Regions from separate parts of the Mus musculus genome. Here region 1 is linked to region 2. The links are chromatin contacts, called in public Hi-C maps. All regions are on one chromosome and are shown on one strand. The core of a region is the stretch at or near the end of the contact, and the rest is flanking DNA. Distances in the headings are between cores, read along the strand shown. Region 1 overlaps Ror1 (receptor tyrosine kinase-like orphan receptor 1). Region 2 overlaps Ror1 (receptor tyrosine kinase-like orphan receptor 1).

What was found. Hi-C and Micro-C count contacts between places; a contact is called where the count stands out from the background.
Region 1: a contact with region 2 is called in a Hi-C map of liver, with 2.3 times the contacts expected there. The contact joins two enhancer-like sites. A contact is called at or near these places in 7 of 484 Hi-C or Micro-C datasets (the HL-1 cell line, bone marrow-derived DN3 thymocytes, conventional dendritic cells and 3 more) and 3 of 115 datasets of contacts at active chromatin or transcription factors (differentiating embryonic stem cells, extraembryonic endoderm stem cells and hepatocytes).

What each region holds. Positions count from the first base shown.
Region 1 is chr4:100,349,662-100,355,388 of GRCm38.p6, forward strand. The region is part of intron 4 of Ror1 (receptor tyrosine kinase-like orphan receptor 1); the gene reads left to right. Among named protein-coding and RNA genes, the nearest start is that of Gm35760, 41 kb to the right of the region's middle. Within about 2 kb of position 2,325, at least 23 of the 459 cell types and tissues checked have an H3K27ac peak or open chromatin away from gene starts, as enhancers often do. A contact at or near this core is called in hepatocytes and liver, where this site is marked.
Region 2 is chr4:100,212,755-100,218,123 of GRCm38.p6, forward strand. All of the region lies in intron 1 of Ror1 (receptor tyrosine kinase-like orphan receptor 1), which reads left to right. Among named protein-coding and RNA genes, the nearest start is that of Gm12701, 96 kb to the left of the region's middle. Within about 2 kb of position 1,822, at least 41 of the 459 cell types and tissues checked have an H3K27ac peak or open chromatin away from gene starts, as enhancers often do. A contact at or near this core is called in hepatocytes and liver, where this site is marked.

The DNA of each region.
Region 1 (5,727 bases), core at 1,075-3,574, 140 kb after region 2:
TGTCTGACTTCCACTGAAAGTCCAGGCTGTCCCAAATGCAAACTCAGAAGACAACTTCACAGAGTATTCCTGCTGAAGAAGCAGCATTAGCAACACTTCAAGAAACCATGGAATTAAAGAGCCCATGCTCTTCACACTAACCTCACCAGCTTATATGTGCCTTCTTCCCAAATCCAGAAGCTGCAGATCACGTCCCCCTCAGCCATACACCCATATGATTCAATGTCCTTCCTGTAGGTAACTAACTGTGTGTTCAAGGTTTGTAAAGCTTTCTGGGCTAAGACAGCAGCAGAACAGGGGAATGACAAGAAAATACTATTTGCATGGAGTCTCCACCAGTCAGGTTCCCAAAGCCCTCCTCTGATGGTCCTTCTCTCTCCACTACCCTGTGCTGTTCTCATTCTCTTTATGGGAAATAGACTTGTGATGCTTGCAAGGCACAGGAGACACTCCACAAGCCCTGTGTGGAAATTCTCTGCCAGTAAGTTGAAACAAAACTGGATCTTTATCAACACTGATCCCTAAGAACTGGACTTGCTGAGTCTATTCACTCCCACCTCCTAGTCCCCCCCCCTCCCCGAATGTTTCCATTGGAAATTCTCCACTTCAGTGGGAGTGCTTGGCTTAAATGAAAATGCTTGGCTCAGGGCGGGGGCGGGGGATGCTTGGCTTGGTGGGAATGCTGGGCTTAATGGGAGTGCTTGGCTCAGTACTCTTGAAGACATTTAGCACTCGCCTCACAATTAAGACATCGCAACTCCACAAAATGTTTCATAAAAGTTCAATGCAATTAGATCATCTGAAGATGGATTAGCCTGCCATCTGCACAACATTAAGAAAGATCACATTGGCAAATGACAGGACTTCTTTGAAAAGATCTGAGGGAAAGCCTCTGATGAGCTCTCTCCAGTGGGTTCCCCCATCCCCAGTGGGTTAACAGGGCATGCAGGAATGGTAGACATTCTTTTGGATGAAATGCTGTGTCAGAGTGGTGAGCTTTCCCTGTAGCCCCACTCCAAGGCTGGGCGTCCTTCACTAGAGGTCAGCATAAAAGGAGTTCTGTTGCTGCTCCATGGTTCTCAATAGAGTTACAGCCTGCAGCCTGACCAGCACAGAGACGATAGAGTCCAGTGCAAGGAACTGGACTCAGGAAGGTGAAGGAAACCAACCTATGCTTGTTTGTTCGTTGGCTGGCCTGACTCTGGTTTTGGTCTTTTGCTATTGGTGTGGTTGAGTTGTTTTGCAGTTTGAGAGATTAGACCCTGCCTTGCACATGCTAGACAAATTACCACTGAGCACATCTCCAGCATTCATTCTTCTTTGAATAAGAATAGCTTGCCTTTCTTTCAAAGGGAAACTGCTACATGGCCACTCTTAGACAAAAAGAGTTGCTACTTGACCAAGCCGGCCCCTGCGGTATACACGAGGATCAGCATTTGCCCCTAAGCTACTAGACTGTTCATTTACAGGAACCCATAAACCCCTGTACTCTATACATCCACATTCAACTTTTTTAGGAACTGCCAGATAAAACTACAAACTACAAAACAACTCAACCACACCAATAGCTAGCCAGGTAAGTCTAAACATCTTCATCCAGGGATTTCAAAGCCTCTGAGGTGTGCCTTACATCATTTCCTTAACTAGTTGTGAGATGGAGGTTAAAGGGGCAGAAGCAGATGTGTGGGCTTCCTGATAAAGGCTGGACTTGAACTGGGTTCTAAGATAGAGGGGATTAGGTGAGGCATGCAGTATCCCTCACAGTGATGATTCACAATTCCAATCCCACACTCAGGAGATGAGTCAAAAGGGGTGTGTGTTTGAAGCCAGTCTAGGCTACATAGATTATGTCTCAAAAAAAAAAAAAAGTAATAATAATAAATAATAATGGCAAAAGCCTTGGGAGAGCTGGTTGCCTCTTGTGTAGACTAGAAATGGGGGATGCTTTAGGAAATGATGTAGGGCACACCTCAGAGGCTTTGAAATCCCTGAATGGAGATGTTTAGACTTACCTGGCCAGTTATGGACAGGGTTAGTTAGGAAAGTCCACAACAGGTCATGCTGCCTCTGCAGGCTGATACATACCATCATTCTTTGCTTCTGTTACAAAGACTAGATTAGGCAGAGGTAGGAGAGAGTCCCCTGAAAGCAGCTGTGCCCTTTGTGTGACAACAGGAGAGTTATCTGGCCTCTCAGGACTGAGGGTTTTTTGTTTGGTTTGTTTGTTTTTTTTGTTTTTTGTCTTCTTCCAGACAGTAGGTGGCTGTGGCTAAGCTCTGTGTTTGTCTTGTATGTGGGTTGGAAGGACAGTCCCTGGCATGTGGTAATAGTAGAGGTGGTATCTGCCAAGTTTTTGTCAGTGTCCCAGGGCACTGTACTAAGCACCCAGCATGGCTAATTTCATTTCATGCTCCCAGTAGCCAGAACTTTCTGAAATGCTTGGAGACTCTGACTTGGGGACATACTTTCTGTGTCTGATCAAACAATAAACCTTGTGGTACAATTAGAGCCAAGCACATTCTCTGAATGTTTGAGTTCTAGTTGGGAAACCCATCCCTCCTTCCTCCCTCTTCTCTGTTAACCACCCTCTTCCCCAGTTAAGTTCCCTCCCAGTTGCCCTTCTGCCCTTCCTAGAGCCTATGTCTTCTGAGTCCCCTCTCTAGAGTTCCTTCTCCCCTCATCTACCATGACCCCTTTCTATTTTCCTGGATTCTGTGATTACTTCAGGTTATAAACTCACATTCAAAGTCTCAGAGCGAGGATTCACAAATTAGAGAGAACATGCCGTATGTGTCTTTTTGACTCGGGGTTCCCTCACTCTGAATATTTTTTTAGCCTGTTTTCTAGTTCTGTTTATGATTTTCTCTAGGAGTTTCAACTTTCCCATTTCATGGAAGTTGAGGTCTTTGCTCAACTCTCACCGACTTTTTGTGAAGGGTGATAGATATGGGCCTAATTTTATTCCTTTTCATGTGAACACCCAACCTTCCTGTCACCATTTGTTGAAGGTGCTGTCTTTTCCCCTGTGTACATTTTGGCATCTTTGTCAAATATCAGATGATCTAATTTAGTGCACTCTTAATTTATCCCATTGATCTCCATGGCTGTTTTGTGCCAGACTCACATTATTTTTATTGCTATACCTCTATACTATCTATAGCTTGGAATCTGATATGGAAATATCTCAGGCAAATTTTGGGGGATTTCTTGGGGTGGGGGCATAGACAGTTAGTACCTCCAACATTCATGTGCAGGAAAAGACTTTCTGAATAGAACTGCATTTGCTCAGAGACTAAGGTCAAACTGACAAACTGGACCTCATAAAACTAAAGAGCTTCTGTAGAGCAAGGAATCAGCCCATCCAGGGGCCACGAAGTCCACAGAGTGGGAGAGTATCTTCCATATGAATTTCTTTCCTATTTTTGTCATGGGAATTGTTATTGGGGTAATTTACATTGAACCTATAAATTGCTTTTGATGAGATGTTCGTTTTCACAATATTAATTCTGTCTATCCATGGGATGTCTTTAATCATTCATACTTGCAAACATTTAGAGAATAAATTACAAGGTTTAAAAACTGTGCCTATGTCTTCTACCTCGATGCCAGTATGTTTTCCTTCTGCAGGGGCTGGCAGTGCCTGCCACCCCACTCATTAGCTCACCACTGTCACCCCACTCATTAGCTCGCCATGAAGAGAAGTTCCTTTAACTTTTTTCACAGCCTTCGTTTTTCCAGCCCTTTTGGTGGGATGCTGACAGAAGCATCTTCACCGACTTCCATTTTAAGACTGAGGTGGGATTACTCATGCTCTATGAAGCACACAGATACGGTGTGCACTCAACAGAGGCTGGTACAGAACAATGTATTCTAGGACCATCCTCATGCATTCTCACATGGCTACAGTAACTGACCAGGTAGAACCTCTTCCTTGCTTCCTTTCCATTGGGTATTTAGATTCTTTTTTTTTTTTTTTCTAAATTCACTATCTATCTCTCATTTACCAATATTCGTGTTCTCCTAAAATGGCTTTCCCAAATCATCTTGTTGGGTTGTTTTCTAAAGAAACATTTGTAGCTGATACCACCTTTGCCCTCTCATGCTTGTGGTTCTGAGAGCTGGTTCCCATGCATCGGTCTGTCTGGATTCCTATTATGGTTCTACACACATCTTCCTGGAAAATGGGAAGAATGCATGACAATGTCAGCAAAGACCTGTGACAAACCATGGATATGATAGTCTGGTAGATTGCCAAAAGAAATTATCACTGTTCTTTTTCGTGTGTGTGTGTGTGTGTGTGTGTGTGTGTGTGTGTGCCCTCTGTGCCTTAGTTCAGGCCTCTTCCTTCCAGTGATTTCATTTTGGGTCTCCCTGCCATCTGGGACTCCCTGCCCTTTGCCATGTAGAACCCCTGCTCATTGTGGCTGGAAATGATGTCCCTTGTGTCACTGGATCTTATCTCGTGGGGTAGCTAGGACCCTGCAGAGCTATTTGAATTGTCTATCTGTTTCAAATCAAAGCCCCAGTCTTTTGTTTGGGACTTAGAGTAAGAGTTCCCAGAGTTCTTTGAAATTGGACACTCTTGAACACACCTGGAGACACCAGTGAGCCAGCCCACAGGTTCCCTGGTTGACAGACACACAAAGCTCAGGGCAAAGGTGAGCTTTTCGTTTCTTCTCCGGGTCCTTCAATTCCTTTGAAATCTCTATGATTGTCCCCTTCATGGATCATTCAAACAGCTGCAGGAAATCCTCAAGCTGTGTTCTCTCCAGATAAGCATCCAGGTCAAAGGGAAGACTTCAACATGCCTTCTTGAGGAAGAAGCCTGCTTAAGTTTAGAGGAAGACATGGAGACGAAGGTGCCACTCAGGCATGTGTGTGCTACTTTGAGTAGTTGCCCATACTGATGCCCTCTGAAAGGTTCAGACTTCAAGAGAACATGGAGGCAGTGCAAAAAGCCTGTATGTTATATCTCAGAAATCCTATGGTTAGTTATTTAGTTACTTTCCCAAAAGGAGGAGCGTAGTTCACAGGGTGAGTGCTTGCTGCAAGGCTCAGGCTCAATCCCTGGCACCAAAGCAATGAGAAGCAGTGTAGAATGTTCTAAGAGTAACACATTTCTTTGTCTTTGCCTCAAATTACATCATGAAAGTTCAATTTTTCATCCTCATGCCACTTAGAAGCATCACTAGTTATGATTTGATATATGTTAATTTTTCCAATTTTTAATTTATTATTATCATTTTATTTATTATTATAATATAGAATGTGGATGATGTGCAAATGTGTCACTGTGCCAGAAGACAACTTTGTGACATCTGTTCCCTCTCTCCCCCTATATTTGGGATCTGGGGCTCAAACTCAAGTCCTCAGGCTTGAGAAGCAAGCACGTCACCTCCTAAGCCATCGTGTTGGCCCTATGCCGCCTATTTTTGAGGGAACAGTGGTTACCTTATATTCTGAAACAGTAGGGAAATAGTTTAGACTGAGCTTTAGTGGATCATTTTAAAAGCTTGAGTTGATTATTTACAAGGAATATGGTAAAAAGCAAGTTCAATTACCTGAGCCTCTGTCCGTGGTTTATAAAACAGGAATAATATATCTACCCTAGAGGATTGTCATAAGATACAAAAGAGCCCATAGCATGGCAACATGGTACCTGACACACAACACAACAAGACAAGTATTTCTCCCCCAATAAAACTGCAAATGTTAGTATGGGGAAGG
Region 2 (5,369 bases), core at 572-3,071:
TGCCTTATGCCCATCCATCTATCAGATGCTCATCCCTGGGTGGTCATTGCACTGGCAGCCCCCAACCGAGCGAGCCTGTACTGGTCCCCTGCCTGCAGAGCCTCCTCCTCCTCAGTTCCCTTCAGCCTCAGTTCTGTCCATAGTTGGTGCCCTATGTTATTTCTTTAGGGTGCTTTCTCTGAATCTAGCCCACCAGTCAGAGATACTGACCCTCTCTTACACTGCTCTTGGTACCCCATGTCCTCCCTTTGTGGCTTTTGTCCCTGATTATAAGGATGAATTTGTATACTTATTTGATTGATCTCTGTGAACTCTACCAGTTCAGTGGCTCTGAACCTTCCTAATTCTGTGTCTATTTAATACAGTTCCCCATGTTATGGTGACCCCCAACCATAAAATTGCTTTCATTGCTACTTCATAACTGTAATTTTGCTACTGTTATGATCATGATGTAAATACTTACATACTTATGGAGACAGAGTTTTGTCAAAGGGTCATGACCCCACAGGTTGAGTACCATTGTTATATTGTGGGGGTCATTCAGGCTAAGTTGGCTTTGTAGTGATGTTGGTATTGCCACAAGCCTGATACTTAGAAGGTACAAGTGTTTGCTGAGTGAAAAACTGAAGAACATATCTTAGTTAAAACACCTAAGCAAATGAGATGGGGAAAAAATTCTACAGTTATAATTCTACAATTGAACAAACTCTATTTTTGATTTTTTAGTGTATACTTTTAAGTTTTTATTCATTCTATTAAAATAAAATGGCTTCTCATTTAATTGTATTAGACACATGATTGAATATCCACCAATTGTATTTAACTTCCAATCATTTTTTTAAAAATTAACTTGTGTCTCTAGCTGCATATATAACAGAAGATGGCCTAGTCGGCCATCATTGAGAAAAGAGGCCCCTTGGTCTTGCAAACTTTATATGCCCCAGTACAAGGGAATGCCAGGGCCAAGAAGTGGGAGTGGGTGGGTAGGGGAGCAGCGGGGGGTGGGGGGAAGGTATAGGGAACTTTCGGGATAGCATCTGAAATGTAAATAAAGAAAATATCTAATAAAAAAAGAATCAAAAAATTTAACTTTTTGTAGTGAGACCTCCCCCCCCCCAACATGATTATATGATATGTTATTTCATGGAAACTGATGCAGAAATGACATCGTGTCACCTTAGTGAGTCAACATCTTACATAGCCAAAACGAGTACATGCCACAAAATCAAGGTTGAACGTACAGGCAAATGGAACCATGTGGCAAAGGATTTCTAGACCATGCGGGGAGCGTGCTGGCCACAGGAAATGGCTGTGGCTGGAAGTGGGGAATGTGGCAGGCTGTTAGAGTTGCTACCTGCTCCTGGTCAAAGCAGGCCTCTTGTGTGGAATGCCACCATGGCTCTGGGACATGGGCAAGAAAAATGGTTGCCCTGGGATTCTCTAGAACCCTCTTGGGCTTGTAACAGGGTACTGACGGAGGGTGTGTTTTTCCTTGCTTCATGCCGAGGCAGTAAGGAGAAGTCACTTGGGACCCACAGTGCTGTGGAAGAGGGTGTGATCAGTCAAGTTGATCACACTAATTCAGCCTTTAGCAGACAGCACAAAACAGTGACTCTGTAATGCAGATCCCCCACAGCACCTTCTGATGGAATGACCCTGAATGACTTAGGTACTGCTTGGTTTACCACAAAGGCAAGGAAGGAGGGCTAGGAAGGGTAGCCACAAGGGGGCACTAAACCAGAGCCAGAGGCACAGAGTAGGGCTGGTTCCTGACCTTTGTCACTGTTTCCTGCTCTCTGCTGAAGAAAGGTCCCTTCAAAGGTCCAGATGACAGCAGGCTGATTGTATTTCAGCCACCCCACACTGCGTGCTTGCTCTGAGCGGACACCTTTTGCTGCAGAATCCAGGAGCAGTGAGGTCATTACCACTTTCATCCCTGATTTATACACTAACTCCTTGAGACACGAGGAGGGTGGAAAACAGGATTTGAACGCAGATCTGTGTGAGCCCAAATCCTGTGCTTTCCCAACCACTACTGATGAGGAATCTCAGTAGGTTCTTAAGAAGGAGCACGCTCCTCTCCGGAGGGTTTGTGACCCAAGAGTATGAAGAGAAACAAGGCGAGCTCTGTGTTCCCACTTGGGGAAAGTTAATATTTCACTGCTCTCGAGAATTTAGGAGCTTGGTTAAAAACTCACTATTAAACAGGGATTTTCTTTAATTCCTTTTGTTTAAAGATTTTCTTGTGAAACACTCTATGTACTGTGCCTCCCTCTGAGACGTCAGTGGTGCCAGACCGTTAGGGAGTTTGTGTAAATAGAGAGACGGCCAAATGCTGCCCACACAAGTCGTGAGGCATGAGGCTGAGTGTGTGAAATGGTTTCACAGGCAGCCAGGGCTCAGAGAGTGTCCTGGGACCTCACCTGCTTCCCAGGATCTGAGGACAGGGCCGTGCAGGCCTAAGGATAAAGATCCAAAAATTGTCTGACTGTTCATTGGGAAAAGGCGAAGTCTGATAAGGAGATGCAACCGTTTAGTCTTGAAAGGTCAATATTAATTATTGTTAATGCATATCTGGATTTCTTTTCTTATTTTCAAACTGACACTTCTTACAAAAAACAGGAATATCTAGAGAGTAAATAATGGGACAAGAATGCTTTGAAACATTTTTGAAATGATGGTTCAGTGCCTGGGGTCAAAGTGTAGAGCTGGTTTTCTTCATGTATTAAGAAAATACATAATTTTTAAAAAAATTAACATTGTTTTGGGCAGGACTGTATTATATTTACATGTTGAAAAATGCTTTTTTGTTTTTTTACAACTAATAGGAGCTTAGCATTGTGAATAAGGAGCAAAGAGAGCCGGTGTGGATGAATGCCCTCTTTCTTTAGTTGCAGAATTTAATAGCTGCCACTGAGAACGTTTTCTTTTAATCAGAGAAAAAAATTATTTTGTCCTTGACATTTATGCCAAAAGCCAGCCTAGAGAGTATGTTTTATAGCCAGTGCTGGATTACCCTAAAGGTAGAATTTTCCTATGTACAATATTCACTGAGTAGATTTGATTGCGTTAGATAACCGATCTATTAGAGAATCTTTCCAGTAGTTCCCCAAAGATGAAGATGCCTGGTGACAGGAGGATCACAGGTAAGTGCTCACATGCTTCCTGACTCTGTGACCTTGAGTGACCAGTACTGAGTCTGTTTCTTGATACAGGAGGAGATCTTATGTGCCAGCACCGTCATGCTGTCATAATGATTAATGTGGCTAAACATTTAACATAGTCCTTGGCAATTATTGAGTAGTCACTAAGTATTTGTGATACAGAAATGATACAATAACTTAAAACTTGCCCCAGAGAATGCTTCCTTTGTGATCTGGTGAGCCCTAAGAATGTAGAGAAAATGAGATGGCTCAATCTTCTAGAACAACTGCTAAATCTAAGTTTAGCAGAGGCAAACGAAGCTTAAGACACTGCATGCGGAGGTTGTTAGAGAGGCTCTGCTACTTTATTAAATGCCACGGGGAAACTGTCTGTCACCTCTTAGCTTTCTTTCCTCTATTTGTACATGCTATCAGCACATGCTACATATGTTTAGGCATTAATGGGCAATCTCAAAGAAATACATGATATAGATAGACCCTGACCTGATGGAAGTTTTTAGTATATTTGCAAAATTAAATAGACAAAAATTAAATATCAAAATAACATCTAGCTGCCAAATAAGGGGAGTATTGGCGGGAGGTAGAGACCCCCAGCACACCTGGGGTTGCAGCATTGGCAGTGGGGAGGGAACCTGCATCCTATGACAGAGCAATGGAAAGCTTCCTGCTTGTCAGGGTGAAGTCAAGGAGGAAGCTGGCTTTGATGGGAACGAGCAAGGCAAAGGCAAGGAGAGGTGGTTAGCAAGAGAAGCTCATTAAGATCTAAGGCTCTCTTTGAACCTAAAGTGTCTGTCTTTGTGGACTGATCAAGCTTGTCTGTCAGGCCCTTGTCCACCACCATGATTCATTAGCCTGTCTCCCTTATCATCATATCAAAAGTAAGACAAGAGGCAGACACAGATAGGAGGAAGTACTTTGCTTCTTGCTACTATGCCAAACATAGTTTACATACCACAGCCAGTGACCTGTCAACCCACCTCTCCTGGACACTTAATCATTTCCCTGGAATCCTCTGGAATAATTTCTCTATGCGTTAGTATATGCTTCGGAGTGTAGTCTTCTTCCTTCCCTTCAACTAGCCGACCTTCTCACGGAGTTCCAAGGTGGCCCAGGCTATGTATGACCTCTTAAAGTCAAAGTGCACCAGCATGAATTCAGCTCCTCCACACCCTGTTAATAGGGCACTTAGTACAGGCCCGGCGCTTGGTATCTGTCTGGCACTATTCTCTATTTTTTTCCATGTATAAATTCAGCTAACTCTCCAGAGGAAAGAAACAGTAGGAACAAGGGGAGACTTTATGAACGTACCAATTTATTAGATAATTTATCTTCAGTTCCTCCTATAAATATTTATTGAAGACTACTGTATGCCAGGCACCAGGACTCAGTCCTGGCAGAATTCCTGAGTAGACAATCAAAGACTGAAGCAATTCAGTAATCATAACCAAGCAGCCAGTATGGATATTTTATCAGCATCTCACATTCTGAATTGACTACTCAACACACCTTGTGTTCATGAGAGCAGTACTATATTCAATTTGGATGCACAAGAGGCTCTCCTGAGAATCATGCAGTGATGCCTTATCTGGGTTGGCTGTGCTATGGTAGAGCTCGAGAGTCTGCATTTCTAACATGTTCTCTGGGGGTGGTGATGCTGTATTCTCATGTGAGCCCTTGGAGTGTCAAGGTGTAAGGGAACCAATGAATGACAAAGGCAACCCAAGGACAATTGCAAGAAGAGATGGTAGCTTGCACACCACAAAGGCAGCAGGCCTCAGCTTAGCAGGGTCCTCACAGTCACCCTCACCACCTTACGTACCCAGTGACTGGTTCATCGAAGCCCAGTGGCACTCCCAGCATTCCTTCAAGGAGCAGTGCCAGCTGTCTCCTTTAGAATGTGATTTATGCGGTATAGCAGAGACAAGTGGTAGACCAGAGGCCAGGGCGCATTTGGAGACTGTGCGTTATGAAAGCCATAGGCAGTCTGTGTCTGGGTTTCCCCACTAGCAAAACAAAACTGGTAGCTTGTGTTCTGTCTGCTCCAGAGTGGGAGAACTCTATCTATCCCAGTGGTGGCAGATGAGAGGGACACGCAAAGGCTTCTGGGGGAAACAGAAAAGCTACAAAGGAAGCTGCTAGGGGAGGGGGATGAAGCCTTGTGAGTTACTACTGTATGTTTGTCCAAGGGGTCGCAGGTTGTGTGAT